Regions from separate parts of the Mus musculus genome. Here regions 1 and 3 are each linked to region 2. The links are chromatin contacts, called in public ChIA-PET maps. All regions are on one chromosome and are shown on one strand. The core of a region is the stretch at or near the end of the contact, and the rest is flanking DNA. Distances in the headings are between cores, read along the strand shown. Region 1 holds the start of Frat2 (frequently rearranged in advanced T cell lymphomas 2). Region 2 holds the start of Lcor (ligand dependent nuclear receptor corepressor). Region 3 overlaps Arhgap19 (Rho GTPase activating protein 19).

Evidence for each region. ChIA-PET counts read pairs in DNA pulled down with a chosen protein or histone mark.
Region 1: an RNA polymerase II ChIA-PET map of memory CD8 T cells shows a contact between it and region 2, with 30 read pairs. The contact joins the promoter of Frat2 here to the promoter of Lcor in region 2. A contact is called at or near these places in 1 of 39 promoter capture datasets (pre-B cells), 3 of 484 Hi-C or Micro-C datasets (the AML12 cell line and embryonic stem cells) and 2 of 115 datasets of contacts at active chromatin or transcription factors (memory CD8 T cells and pancreatic cancer cells).
Region 3: an RNA polymerase II ChIA-PET map of effector CD8 T cells shows a contact between it and region 2, with 9 read pairs. The contact joins the enhancer-like site here to the promoter of Lcor in region 2. A contact is called at or near these places in 3 of 39 promoter capture datasets (cranial neural crest, hippocampal neurons and pre-B cells), 17 of 484 Hi-C or Micro-C datasets (the C10 cell line, the HL-1 cell line, the N1E-115 cell line and 11 more), 7 of 115 datasets of contacts at active chromatin or transcription factors (effector CD8 T cells, embryonic stem cells, epiblast stem cells and 3 more) and 1 of 9 other capture datasets (embryonic stem cells).

The regions. Positions count from the first base shown.
Region 1 is chr19:41,846,158-41,850,919 of GRCm38.p6, reverse strand. It overlaps Frat2 (frequently rearranged in advanced T cell lymphomas 2), which reads left to right and starts at 2,788. Exons shown (of 1, transcript NM_177603.3): 1 at 2,788-4,762. The coding sequence starts at 3,009. The coding sequence ends at 3,704.
Region 2 is chr19:41,479,901-41,484,906 of GRCm38.p6, reverse strand. Lcor (ligand dependent nuclear receptor corepressor) reads right to left here and starts at 2,225. Exons shown (of 8, transcript NM_001370767.1): 1 at 2,124-2,225; 2 at 1,307-1,380.
Region 3 is chr19:41,767,320-41,772,226 of GRCm38.p6, reverse strand. It overlaps Arhgap19 (Rho GTPase activating protein 19), which reads left to right. Exons shown (of 12, transcript NM_027667.3): 12 at 2,031-4,907. The coding sequence ends at 2,041. Among named protein-coding and RNA genes, the nearest start is that of Gm19424, 23 kb to the right of the region's middle. Within about 2 kb of position 3,311, at least 22 of the 459 cell types and tissues checked have an H3K27ac peak or open chromatin away from gene starts, as enhancers often do. A contact at or near this core is called in effector CD8 T cells, where this site is marked.

The DNA of each region.
Region 1 (4,762 bases), core at 1,539-4,038, 370 kb before region 2:
ATCTCCACACAAAAGCAACGTTACAAAGGGAAGGCTTTTTTCTCCCCTCTCTTTCTTCTTTTTTTAAACGCCTTCTCACGGCTCCATTCCCTACAGTAGTAAGAACACTGTTGGAATTACTCTGACAGGAAGACAAAACAACTTCCAGGGATGCTGGGTTAGAAACAATAGCTTTGCCAGACCCATTAATGTTTAAAGCCAATGGAGCATAAAACTGCTTTTCTCTACTTACAGCCAGGCATCATCTTACAGAGCAGAGAAGGGGGGTGTGGAATTGCCATCTTAACTCTGCTGAAATCCATAAGCCCTCTCGTAATTTTCATTCTCCTTGAAATTCTCCAGTAAGTACCATCAGAATGAAAATGAGACTTTATCTCTGGGGAGAACAGCTTCCGGTTTTCAACAGTAAAAGAGTGTGAAGAGATGGGAGATGGAGATGGAGATGGAGGAGGGAGCTGCCTGATGGGAAGGTGCTCTCAGCCAAACCTGCCGAACTGCTGTAGTTATGACACACCTTGAAATTTGGGAGAGTGCTTTCAGGAAGTCCCTAACCCATTCCAGGGCAGAGTCGACAGATAGCACAAAGTCTAGGATTCTAAGGGCCATTCCGGCCCTAGTGGGATTGCCTTCAGGGTCTGCATTACTTAGTGGGCTCAGGGGATAACATTTATTATTAAGATATTAGCTCTTTCCCCAGGGAAATTGCTGGAAGAGAGCCCAGAGTCAGTAAAGCACTGGGCCTAATCCCACAGTACATTTGTGTAATGCCTGACAAAGCCTGCTCCCATCACCTCGTTTGATCCTGAAAACAATCTCCAAAGGAGGCAGGGCAGGGATTTTTTTTTTTTTTTTCCATTTTACAAGTGAAAACACCTGTAAACTGATTGGCCAGGAGTCCCACACCCAGTTTGTAGTAGGGATGAGACTTGAATCTAGGTCTTTGTACAACCTGTTTAGAGCTCTTTTGGTTCCCATAAGACAGATCAGAATATTTCCAGCCCCACCCATCCTTCATACCCACCAGTTCCCAGCATCTGGAAACTCAGGACACAGCCTCTGTGTAACGACCACACTCCTCTGTTTCAACCAGGAAATATTGCCCTGGTTGGCAAGCCGAGGGGGAAGGGAGGGGAGAAAATTAATTTCATCTCATCTCCCTGAATCAAAGACCAATCGAAAAAAAACAAAAAGAAAAAAAATTACGGATGGATTTGAGAAAGAAACAAAACCCTCCAAATAACAGCAACAAGGTAGGGAGACTAGATCTACCATTGTTAGAATGGCGTGGTGGCACACGCCTTTGATACCAACACTTGGGAGGTAGAGGCAGGTGGATTTCTGAGTTCGAGGCCAGCCTGGTCCACAGAGTAAGTTTCAAGACAGCCCGGGCTATCAGGGCTATACCGAGAAACCCTGTCTCGAAAAAAGAAAAAAAAAAAAAAAAAAAAAAGAAGTCTCAAAGGAAGCTAGCCAGGATGCTCCCAGCACTTGGGAGGCAGAGGCAGGCAGATCTTTGAGTTTGAGGCCAGCCTGGTCTACAGGGTGAGTTCCAGGACAGCAGGGCTACTCAGAGAAACCCAGTCTAAAAAAAAAAAAAAAAACCAACCAGGCAGTGGTGACGCATGCTTTTAATCCCAGCACTTGGGAGGCAGAAGCAGGTGGATTTCTGAGTTCGAGGCCAGCCTGGTCTACGGAGTGAGTTTCGGGACAGTCAGGGATACACAAAGAAACCCTGTCTCGAAAAACCAAAATAAATAGATAAATAACCATAACCAAAACCAAACCAAACCAAAAAAAAAATATATATATATATATAACAGGCAAACTGAAAAATGTCAATTTCACCTGTAACATGACTCATATACACAATAAGGTTTTCAATGACTAAATTCTAGTCGTTTCAATGAATGACGTATATCACATATTAATAAGAGTGTATTCACCCAGTTCTAGGTTTTCCATACATATTACAAAAAATAAAAGGGCCAAACTAAAAAAAACTCTTATCCTTTGACCTAAAACTCCACTCTTAGGAATGTACTCTGAAAAATGAATCATAAATTTGGAAAAGTTTTATGGGAAAGAGCATTAGTCACACACTTACTACAACGGCGAACTCAGAGAAACAGCAACCGTTGAAGGAATTTAAACAATTACAAGTACTTAATGGAAACTTACGTAATCGGTACAGTGTTTTCAAAGCGCGTGCAGTCACCGGAAAAAGCGTTTATAATTTAATGCGACTGCAATGCTTTTGTGTGTGGCTGTATAATGTACAAAGAGGAGGATGAAGGGGGGGGGGGGAAGCCTGTTAATCTCGTTTGAATCCTATGGTTACGAGAACATTTTCGTTTGAACTACAAAAAAAGTCAATTCGATGTAGCTCTGAGAAACCGGAGCAAGTCTGAGAAGCTCTGACCACAGGGTCGGCTTCCCAACCGTCGGGGTCGCCCCTCCCCGGGCCAGCGCAGGCGTTACCCACACGTGGGGCTGGAGCGGGCGCGGCAGAGGAGGGGCTGGGTGTGCTGGGGGTGTGTCCGCGAGTGGGAGCAGCCAATTGGCAGTCGCCGAGGGTGCCTCCTAGGACCGAGAGGTCCTAGGACCTGGGCTCGGCGAAGTCGGTGCCCCGTCCCCGGAATCGCTCGCAACCATATAAACTATCTCTGGGCAGACAGTGTGGGCAGTGGTCTCGCACGGTTTGCGCCGTCCCGCGCCCCTAAGTCTTCTAGCGAACGTCTCCCCCCACGGTCGCGCGCGGTGGTAGGAGCCGCGCGACGTCACCCATTGTTTACAAATCAACCCAAGCCGGCAGCGTTCCGGCTCCCGCGGCTCTAAGGCGCGCGGTACCTCTGCCCGGTGGTCCCGGCTTCCGCATCCCCAGGCTCGGCCCCCTCCTGGCCCGGCTTGGGCCTCCGCCGCGCTCCCGCCCCAGCCGCGGCTCGCCGAGCCCGCGGCCAACCGAGCTGCCAGCGACGCCCGCACAGCCGCGGGGGCCCGGGCGGGGGGCCATGCCTTGCCGGAGAGAGGAGGAGGAGGAAGCCGGCGACGAGGCAGAGGGGGAGGAGGACGACGACAGCTTCCTCCTGCTGCAGCAGTCGGTGACTCTGGGCGGCTCGACCGACGTGGATCGGCTCATCGTCCAGATCGGCGAGACGCTGCAGCTGGACACGGCGCACGATCGCCCGGCCTCGCCGTGTGCCGCCCCGGGTCCCCCACCCGCGCCTCCGCGGGTCCTGGCGGCGCTGTCGGCGGACAAGACCGGGACCCCAGCGAGGCGGCTGCTGCGGCCGACGGGGTCAGCAGAGACCGGGGACCCTGCGCCTCCGGGGGCCGTGCGCTGCGTGCTGGGGGAGCGCGGGCGTGTGCGGGGCCGATCGGCGCCCTACTGCGTTGCGGAGATCGCCCCGGGTGCCAGCGCGCTTCCCGGGCCGGGGCGGCGAGGGTGGCTCCCCGGCTCCGTGGCTTCTCACCGAATCCAGCAGCGGCGGTGGACAGCAGGCGGAGCGCGCGCGGCCGACGACGACCCGCACCGGCTCCTGCAGCAGCTCGTGCTCTCCGGAAACCTCATCAAGGAGGCGGTGCGCAGACTCCAGCGAGCGGTCGCCGCGGTTGCGGCCACGAGCCCCGCGAGCGCTCCGGGGTCCGGGGGTGGCCGAAGCGGACCGGACTCAGTCACTCTGCAGCCCTCGGGCGCCTGGCTCTGACAGGGGATCCCTGGAGGAGGAAGAGGACGCCGCTACGCTGATCCAACAGTGTCTTGCCCGGGACTGTGCGGAGCAGGAGCTGTCGTCCATCCCTCGGGCTACAGCCTCAAAGTTACCGGCCGCGAGAGGCTGTTAGAGAAAACGGACTCTACTGAGTAGCACCAGCAGCCGAGGACCTGGGATCTACCGGTTGAACTGTGGCAGCTACTTAATCCACTTGGACCTGACTTAGCCCTTATCGTGTGCTTGGATTGTTTATAGATGTGGCTCGCAGGGGCGGGAATCGGGAGGGCTTCTAACAATACTTGAAAAACCAATAGTAGATATGATCTCGTTATTTTCGGGTACAGAAGCTTTCTGAATATGGTGCTACAATTGCAGAGCAGAGCGGTTCTAGGGTGAAGAACATAAGTTGGCAGATTTATGTTGGTGGGTTGACAACGCTTGCTTTCCCCTGCTTAATTTGTGATTATGAAGGTTGGGGACCTGGTTGGTGAATTCTTGAAGGTGGGGAGAGATGAGTTTAAATGGGGACATGCAATTGATTCGACCTTGCCAACTTGAACTCAAGGTCAGGTTGGTAGAGTGGAGTGTTGTGGGATTCTTGGGAGCGCTCACCCCAGTGTCTTTTTCTGGAGCCAAGCACAGACCGGAGTGTCCCTTTGCCACCGCGTGGAGTCTCCCGAGGACACGGCCGACATGGCCATCCTTGTAGGAAGAGTTATTTGCGGTTTCTGTGCTTTGCTTTTCCAGAACTACTTCTGCTAGGCCACTCTTTGGCCATAGCTCCAGCTTTCTCAGAAATGGTCATAAGCAACCTCCTGATCTCCCTGCGGCCATTGTGTTTGTGGTGTGTGTGTGTGTGTGTGTGTGTGTGTGTGTGTAGGGGGGAAAGCAGTGGGCACACTTTTCTGCTCTTTTGACCCTCTGCAGAGTTGGAGGGCGCCTCTCCTGCTAAACCTGTCAGTTCTTGGTGAGTGACTGAAACTTTTTTAAAATGTGACTCCCAGAGGAGAAAATGCTGGCTTTTCCTCTTGTGAACCCCGAGGGGCACCTCA
Region 2 (5,006 bases), core at 976-3,475:
CAGCATAGGGATACTCATTGAAATAATTTAAACAAAAGCTGTATCTACACAAGAAATTTGAAGGGTTGCATTTCTCAATTCCACAGTATTTTAAGCACTAAAATGCCCTCCAGGACACAATCAATCACCAAGAGTAAAACACTACAAAAAAACAAAACAAAACAAAACAAAAACAAAACCCTTCTAGTTTCAGTCTTTTGTATTAACTAAGAATCCAGAAAACGCCTCAATTAGATGTTTCTCAAAACCTGCCCTGTACACTTACTTGACGATGACAAATAACGTAATTCCTAAGTGCTTAAGCCCATGTCACATTATAGCAAATGTGTGACAGGTCATGGAAAACAAAACAAGCAGAAGCAGAAGAGAGCAAAGACAGCTAGAGCCGAAACGGCTGCTTCCTGGAGGGCAGGGCAGGGCTTGGATTGGCAAGAGGGAAATTTTAACCTGTATTCAAAAAGGTAAATCACCTCCTCCCCCAAAATTGCTCAGATTTTCATTATTTACCCAAGTATACATTTAAAAATATATACTTTTAACCTCTGGACAACCAAAGTGGTATCAAATATCTTACCGAATTAATTACATTTGGTATTACAGTCTAAGTCTTTAATAAATTCACAATACACATTTTCATAACGAAATACTGCAAAAAATGGCAGTGCTCATTTTCTCTAAGTACAGGTTACCTTATTTTCCACTTTTTTTAAAGTTTTAGTTTTGCTTTTTCATCTATTACCAAAAAAACATCCCTTATGGGACATTGTAAAAGGGCAGACCCTCCTGTCAAGCCAGAAGGCTCCAACACAAAGACTGAGCTAACCAAGTGCTGTAATTCTTCCAAACTGAGGCTCTCCACACCCCCTCCACCCTCCCCCCCCCCCAGCAGATATGTCTATTAAATCAGTGTCTGTTCTCCCCCTCGCACAACAAAGAGAACTTCTCACCGCATGAAATTGCCGCTGAATGGACACCAGAAAGCAGGATTTGCATAATTCCTTCCAACGAAACCCCATCGGGAAAGAGGGGACCCCGGGCCCAAGTGGACGGACAGAATTTCCCAGGTCCGTCTGAGGAAGACCTGAATCCCTAGAACGCGCCCCATCCACACGGGGGGCTGGAATTCCGGGCCTCCCCGAGGACTGGGCGTGGGGGACAGAGGACGACGAGAGGGCATTTCCCCACACATCAGCCGCACCGAAGCAGAGACGGGGAAATAACAATGCTGAGGACATTAGAGTCAGACACAAGGATGGACAGAGGCTAGGGGGCGGCGGGTGGAGCAGACACCACAAGAGCCACTTACTTTTTGGAGGGGGGTTAAATATGTGAGTTAAGCCCTTATGGTCCCGCCGGCCGCCGCACAGAGGGAAACGGGACCTTGGGAGAGAAAAACAGACAAAACACACAGTGTGAGAGGTGCAGCTCGCCTCCCGGCCCCTCCCGGGCGCCCCCCACTCCCGTCCACGCTCCCGCCGCCCGGGGAAGCGCGCCGGTCGCCGGCCGCCGGGGCTCCGCGGAGGGGACCAGGGTGACCCCCCCGCCCGGCTTCCCACCCGGGCCTCCCCGCCGCGCGCGCACGCCAAACACAAATCCGCACACACCGACCCGTGCGTCGAGGACTAACTCCGCAGCCGCCGCTGCCAGCAGAGGAAGTGCAGCCGCTGCCCCCCGCGGCCATGACACCCCACTTGGCTCGCTCAGGCGGACGCGGGGCCTGTGACAGCTCCGGCTCCCTCCGCCCCCATCTCCACCTCACGCCTCGCACACGCCCGAGCGCCGCCGCGCGTGCACGCGTGCACGGGGGCGCGCCGCCGGCGTGGGGGAGGGGCGCGGGGCGAGGGCAGGTGGGGGCGACCCCGTGCGTCCCGGCGCGCTGGCGGCGGCGGCGGCGGGCCCGGCGTCCACAATGCGCCCGCTGGGGGAGAGGCCGCGCGTCCGAGCCCGCCCCGCGAGCCGAGGGGAGGGGCGCCGCGGCGGCGCGCTCGCGCTCCGGGGGGTGGGGGAGGGGGCCGAGCCCGGGAGGGCGCGCGGGGCCGGAGCGCGGCGGACTCTGCCCTGCTCCCTCCCACGCACGGGAGGCCGGCGGCCGGGCGGCCCGGGGCACCGGTGGAGGGCCTCACCTACACAGTGGATGAGCTTGTGGCGCCACGAGTCCAGTTCTTGCCGAAAGCCGCGTCTCTCAACGGAGCATTGCTGCCGCCTACACACCCTCGCCATCTTCTGCCGCCCGCCCGGCCCTGCCTCCGCCGCGGCCCCGCGCACGCCCAGCCGCGTCGCCCGGGGCCGCGCACGCACCCGTGGCCTGGGCGTCGCGCCTCCCGCCGGGGGCGGCGCGGGGGCAAGGCTGCGCTCACCTCCCCGTGGCCCCGTGGCGGCCCGCTCCTCCTCCCGCCCGCCCGCCCGCCCGGCGTCCCCGCGCACCAGCTCTGCGTCCCACGTCCAGTCCCCCCGCCCCGCCCGGAACGGCGTCTTTCTACGCCGGCGCTCGGTCCCCGCGCCGCCCTCGCTCTCCAGGCAGGCCACGGTGGCCCCGGCCCTCCCCGGGGCTTTTGGGTTTTAAACTAGTCCCATCTATCACTTCCTACCTGCCTATCGGCCCGCACCAACTGTTGCAAGTTCCGCACCATTGCTTCTCGCAACTTCTCGGTCGAAACGGCTCCTCCCACGGGGGCGCCGTGCAAGAGCAGAAATAGGAATAAATGCCCGGATGCCCTTGGAGGCATTGAGCCCCGAGGTTTGCAAAGGTGAAGTGGATAATTTTAAGTTTTAAGTTATCGAAATGCTTCGCCGGTATTCATAAGCCCCAATTTAAAAAAAAAAAAAAAAGAAAAGGGTTTTAAGTCAAATAAAAAGCCTAGGGGATCTCTTACTAGCAAGACTGATCATAGTTGAAAGTCTTAAGAGAGCTGAGAAAAAAAAATGTGCTAGTAGAAAATGAATTTCAAACTTTCAAACAACAGCTTAAGAATATGTTGGGAAATATACGCCCAGATCCGTAGTTCAGGAAAGGACTCAGAACATTTTGATGAGAAAGGATTTCCAGGTGCCTTCTGGGATAATTAAACCACCTTGCACAGGGAGCCTTGTTTTGTTTAAACATCACACTATTAATTACTTGATTTATTTGAAAGAGAGGAGAAAGAGCAAGGAGGAAATAGGAAATGAAAAAAACGGAAATGGCTACTTACCAATACAAGCTAGGTGGCCTCTTCCTCACCCTTAGAATTTGAGAGTGCATTCCTTCTAAATATTTAAATGTAAGTATTTCTGTAGGTAAAACAAAATCATCACTTGACCTCAAGGATTCCACTGATGTGTATCAAGTCTGGGTCTTTGAAGGGAGGGCGCTCTGGCGTGGGAACGGGGGTAACTGCCCCTAAGAATGACTTGGTGGGTCTCCTGGATAGGAGTAAGATTACGGGTAGTAGGCACCTTCCATCTCAGAGCCAATTAGATTTCCACAATTCTCAAAGCCCGCACTGTTTCATCGCTTTAGACTACTACACCATCAGCCGACCACGATGGTGCACACCTGGTAATAGCAACAGTTCGGTGGGCTGAGAGGCAGGATTGCAAATGCCAGGCCAGCCTGGGCAACATAATGAGACCGTGTCTCAAAGCAAGACCCCTGGCAAATAAAGTCTTAGGTCAGACTTCGTTGAGTTTCTGTGTGGTTATTACTACCCTGGGTTAGGTGGGGAGAAGATCAAAGGGAAATGACCGCTAGCTGGGAGAAACCATCCCGTTCCCTATCTCTAGCGTGAAATTCCTTTCCTCACCACTAGGTGGTGGGTTTCAATCTTGTAGATTTTAAGCAACTTTCTGTGATGGTTGGAGAAAGTGTTTCATAAAACATTTTGTTGTTTTTAATAAGTGAGCAATGTACAAGTTAAAAGTAGTTAATAATATACTTTTCAAATCAGGATCCATATGTTTTAAAACAAGTCAAGGGAAATAGTTTCTCAACATAACCTCTTGGAACAGTGGTTCTCAACCTTCCTAATGCTGCGAACCTTTAGTACAATTCCTCAGGCTGTGGTGACCCCCAACCATACAATTATTTTGTTGCTTCATCATAACTAATTTTGCCACTGTTATGAATCGTAATGTAAATATTTTTGGAGATAGAGGCTTGCCAGCAGGGTCACAACCCACAAGTCGAGAACCCTTGAAGTCTCAACCATACAGATTCAGAGATTTCTAAGGGATCTCAGAGATTAATTCAAAGTGGAAACAAGCATTCTTGTTCCTTTCAGCCAGAAGCCCAGACAAGTCAGATTGAATAACAGAAGGTGTGGGGTCAGTAGAAGCAGGCACAAACCCAGAGACAAGTTTCCAATTCTGAACTTAATGCTATGTCCGCTGCTCCACTGTGAACCTCTGCTTCTACTTCATTTATTTAAAGTAGAGAACCAACCTATAATTGACTCTTCATGATGCTTTTTTGAAAGACAATATGCTAGACTGTAATGATGATGATGATGATGATGATGATGATGAAGAATAGTGGTTTTGTTTAGTCCTTGAGACTTTGCCTCTTCGGAATGTGAAGTAGGTTTTGCTCTGCCATCCTTCCCAGTGTACAGGTTGTTATGGTTTGAGTGTGAATGTCTCCCACAGACTCATGTGTTTGAACTCTTGGTCCTCCCTCAGCTGGTGGCCCTGATTTGTAAATGTTGTAGAAGCTTTGGGACAGGCACCCTAGCTGACAGATCTAGCTGCACATCTGGAGGACTGCAATCTTGCCCAGCTCCTGCCCTGAACTCTGCGCTTCCTTGTGGGTGCCACACTGTCACAGAAACCCTCCCACCATGCCTTCCTTGTCATGAGGCACCAAATGTCCTGTGCTCTTCTCTCTAATTGCGAGTCAGAATAAACCTCCCCTTACATTCTGTCACAGCAATGAAAGAAACAATCTAGGAGAATTGGAACCATGTGGCTCTTGGGTTTCATAGTCAGTTTGCAGGAAGAATGTGGAATAGTTTGGAGCTATGGGCTGGAGA
Region 3 (4,907 bases), core at 2,062-4,561, 290 kb before region 2:
TTTTTAAACTCAAAGTATGAGTTTTTTTTTTTTGTTTGTTTGTTTAAGAATATAGTGTTTTGTATTGTTAGTTTTTTGTTACGTTCATATTTAAAGATAAGCAGAAAGTCATGTCTTTCTGTTTTGTCAACTCTGCTTTGGAAAGAAAGAAGGGAGTTTTCCAGGAGAGTAGAGGCTGCTGCTGCTGTGACACGTGTTGGTGGATGAGGAACGCATCGTCTCCTGTCAGAACACCCTTCCTCCACCTCCTGTCCTGAGGACAGTGCTCTTGTCTTCCTCTTCAGTGTTCCGGTTTTCCCTTCTGTTTACTTTTATTTTTGTGGTGATAAGGATTGACTCAGCGCTTCACAAAGGCTCCAAGATTGAGCTGCACTCTGAGGCAGCCCCCTCCTTTCTTAAAAATGCTTTGTTTTCTTCCTTCCTTCCTTCCTTCCATCCTTCCTTCCTTCCTTCCTTCCTTCGTTCCTTTTTTGAAACATTAATTTTCTCAGGTTTTCAGGTTGGCATTAAGCTTATGATCTTCTTACTTCTGCCTCCCGAGTAGCTGGGATTTTAGATATTATGAAGGAGTGCCACATCTGGCTTGTTCAGGGCTCTTTGAGTCTAAGCTTCTACTCTTCTTTCTTGTATTCACCCTCTCAGCACCTGCTCTGCTTCCACAGCTCACTCCCAAATGACATCCTCAGCTCTGAACTCTCCAGCCTCCAGATGTGTCCTTTCTTACAGGACAGTTGATGGAATCCCTGCTGTTCTCAACACTAGAAATTAGTGCAGTGTCCCTGTCACCATCAACAGCCATGATGCAGTCTTCTGCTTAGCACAGGGCTTCTTGGAGTTCTCTGTGTGGAGCTGTCCTGTGCATTCATTGTATGGTGTCTAGCAGCTGTGACCCAGCAGATGCCACTAGCATCCTTCCCTCAGTTGTAACAACTGAGAGTTCCTCCAGATGTACCAGCATCCCTTGAGGATTCAGGGGCAAACTCACCCCAGATGGGAACACATTGATGGAGCACCCCTTCATCAAGGGGCATTATTTTCAGCAATCAAATCTTCCTAATTCTTTTTTCTTTCTTTTTTGTTTTTTTTTTTGTTTGTTTGTTTGTTTTTTTGTTTTTTGTTTTTTGAGACAGGGTTTCTCTGTGTAGCTCTGGCTGTCCTGGAACTCACTCTGTAGACCAGGTTGGCCTCGAACTCAGAAATCCACCTGCCTCTGCCTCCTGAGTGCTGGGATTAAAGGCGTGCACCACCACGCCCAGCTTTCCTAATTCTTTAAAGTCTAGGTGAACCTCTCCTCTCTGAAGCCTTGTCTGGCTAACCCAGCCAGCCAGAATAAGTTTCTGTTGAACTCGTGTCAACAGAAACAATCTAGGGGACAATCACATCAGTGGTGCAGTGCTTGCCTACCACATGCAGTGCCCTGGGTTCAGTTCCTAGTGCCGCCAACACACAGCTTTGCACACCCACCCATCCGCCAACACACACCCTTGCACATCACCCACCTACAACCCTTTTGCTTTCTCTTGTCTCAGTAGTGTCAGCAGCTTGCTGTTTTTGGTTTTAGTAAAGGGTAGTGCTGCTAATAGCAGGACCTCCGTACTCATTAGACGTGGGTCAGTTCTCTATTGTAGTGTGTGTGTGTGTGTGTGTGTGTGTGTGTGTGTGTGTGCAGTAGCTGATGGGGCAGGTGAGTTTCTGTGGGCTGCAGATTCCACATCTGTGAAACGACAGCGTACTACCCCTGCGGTGGGAAGCTGTGAGGACAAATGAGAAAATGGACACAAGGGCCTGGGGCAATAGCCATCACCACACACGCCCTACTAAGTGGTGACTGTTACAGTCAGTAAGAAGACATAACAAACTGGGTTAGACAAGCGGCGCAGACAATGTTTACTTGGTAGAGTCACACTCTCAAATTATTTCATCGTAAATTTGGAGAGAACACTAAGTGTAGATTTTGTGGCTTTTGGTGGGTATTAAAAAAAAGAAAGTTTTAAAGCATGTCTAATTGTCTTGTTTCTCTTTTAACCTAGGATTCTTTTGAAGGCTCTCTTTATTACTTCTGTCCTCTACAGTGAAGTTTCTCTTCAGTGGGACAAGTGTTATTTCTCTTCTCAGTGAAGCTTGGACCTGCAGCTGCTTGCTGCATTTTGACTTGTGAAAGCCAACTCATACCCTGACCCGACTGATACCTCTAACCCCCTCACTGGATGTCTCTGAAGCTGTGCGTCTGTGGAAGTGCTGTGCTCCGTGTTTGTTTTTAATGTCAGAAGCCACTAGTGCCTGCCCCAGCTTACACAGTGCAGCAGGTAGGCAGGGCCAGCCACACCTACTCAGTGTGCTTAGGTCGGTTGGTTTCTTCAAACAGGATATTTTGTGTTAATTGTTAGTAATATTTTTAAAAGTACTGTAGGTCTTAGTGGAGTATTATTATTTCCAACTGGTATTTGAGGCTTTCCTCTGTGTCAGTAACTGCTTGTTTTAGAAGCCATTATTTTGATAATTAAGCGAATTACAAGTTAAATGCTTTTGACCCCTTTTTATTTTAAGCTTGAGTAATCTCTTTATCTTTGTGTTCAAAGAACTTACAGCTTTCCTAGACAATCTATTATTTCTTGTGTCTAATATAGAGGACTTGACCTGGCAATGAGAAAGAGGTCAGTACAGTGTATTTAACACATCTCAGTTATTAAGCTGCACCCCATACCCCTGTCTTCCCCTTATGATGTGAGATGGCTGTGTGGTTGTTACCTTGGTGATGTGAGATGGCTGTGTGGTTGTTACCTTGGTGATGTGAGATGGCTGTGTGGTTGTTACCTTGGTGATGTGAGATGGCTGTGTGTTTGTTACCTTGGTGATGTGAGATGGCTGTGTGGTTGTTACCTTGGTGATGTGAGATGGCTGTGTGGTTGTTACCTTTGTGATGTGAGATGGCTGTGTGGTTGTTACCTTGCTTCTTTCATTATCATCCTCTCACCTAGAACATGGCTGGTGCCACTGATACACTCTGTGCCTGGTTACTGTCACTTTGGAAATGTCATGATCTGCTACTTAGAGGAGCTTGCTGCAGTGTGCATGTGGTGAAAACAGAAGCAGGCCGAGGGGCTGGTTGGCTTGGGTAGGATGCTGTCACTCATTCCTAGGGATCAAATGTGCTGCTCACCTGTCTCCTGAGAGCAGGTTGGCATCAGGAAAGGCACGAGTGGCAGTCTCTGCAGGGTCCCCAGAGGGAGCAGTTGTTATGTGTCCCCGTAGTCTAGAACAGTTGCTTCCTGCCCATCTCCTTGTCTGGATGGGTACAGGAAGTGGTGGAGCGTGGAGAGCCACTGTCTCCTGAGCCGCAGGTGGCAGTTGCGGATGCTGAGGTATGGGCCTGGCTCTGTGGAACTAACTGTGAAACCATGCTCACCCTACTGTGGGGAACCAGATACCCAGCAAAATACGGTTCCACACTGATGATAGACAGTTGAACTTGTGTTATTGTTGAGATGAAGGCTGATGTTGTCTATCTGTCGGCCCTCTCTTCCATCCTACACTGTTTCATTGCTGTAACAGCAGTGCTGAAGGAAATGTGATGTTTTCCCTTCTAGCTGGATAGTTTGGGAGCATGGAGGTGTGTGATCTATAGTGGATTTTAAGTTCCATTCTCTAAAGCAGTTTTAGGTCATCCTTAAGGATCTTTATTAGCAAATTCATTTGTCTAGGTTTCTGACTCTTTCTGGTGATGTTGTTACTAAGAAAAAGGTTCTTTTCTTTTTGAAATATATTTCTTATGCCAGGTATATAGTGAGGTCAAACAGAAACCTCCTTTGTGTTAGCAAATCAGAGATGTTCTCCTCAGCATGGAGCCTGCTTTCAGTGTACCCCACCATGCTGGAATGTAGCACTATGCAGGGATGCAAGCCAAGCAGTGCCTTGATGCAGCCAGGAGTTACACACTCTGTGAGCAAGAAAGAGAGAGCGCGGGACTGAGGAGCCTAGTGTGGGTAGAGGGAAGCGATGCCCAGGGATGGTCTGGGTGAGAGAGAGGTGCCCCATGCGCTTGCTCTCTGTGGCTGGCCTCTTGGGCAGTGAGTTACCACGTGCATTTGGGAATGTGGATTTCATTTATTTATTGGATAGTCATTACTTGCTGTAAGGGTATTTTAGGTCATTTTTTCTTGTAGAAGCTGTGATCCAGTGCAGAATAGACTTGAGGAAAAGCATAACCTTTTGAGTCTTGTAACATGTGGCTTTGTAACCTGTGGTATCTTCTTGGAAACGCAGACAGAAGCTCCATCGTCGTCACAGAAGGTTGCTGCCGTCCTTCTGACAAGGCGTACAGTTGCTGTTTTGAGCCAGTATTTAACTAATGTTTTTAACTAATGTTTGTTTGAGACAGGGTTTCTCTGTGGTCCTGGCTGTCCTGGAACTCACTCTGTAGACCAGGCTGGCCTCGAACTCAGAGTTTTCCTGCCTCTGCCTCCCCAGGGCTGGGATTAAAGGCGTGAGTGTAGTCACTGCCTAGCTGACCTGTGTCTTAAGGGTTTTTATTATATTTATTTTCCATGTTGGCGTAGTCTTTGTGACAGAACCTTTCTTTTCTTTCTGGGTTAATCGTCATAGGCTTTGATGTTGTGTCAAAGTGTCATCTGGTGGTTATTGTTGCCAACTATGAAGAGACAGATCCTATCTGATCTGTATCTGCACTAGGTAAATGAATAGAGGCTGTGGGCCCTTTCTCTGACGTTCCACAGAAGTGGATTTTCTCACTGAGACCAGTGATCAGGTTTGAACCCGCCCCCGCCCTGTCCCCCCATTCCCCATGTCACATGCACTGTGTAGGGCACAGGTGGGAGACAGTATTGGTTAGAACCAAGTGCTGGAACATTCTAGAAGCACAGCTGATGGGGCCTGAGGGAACCCACAGT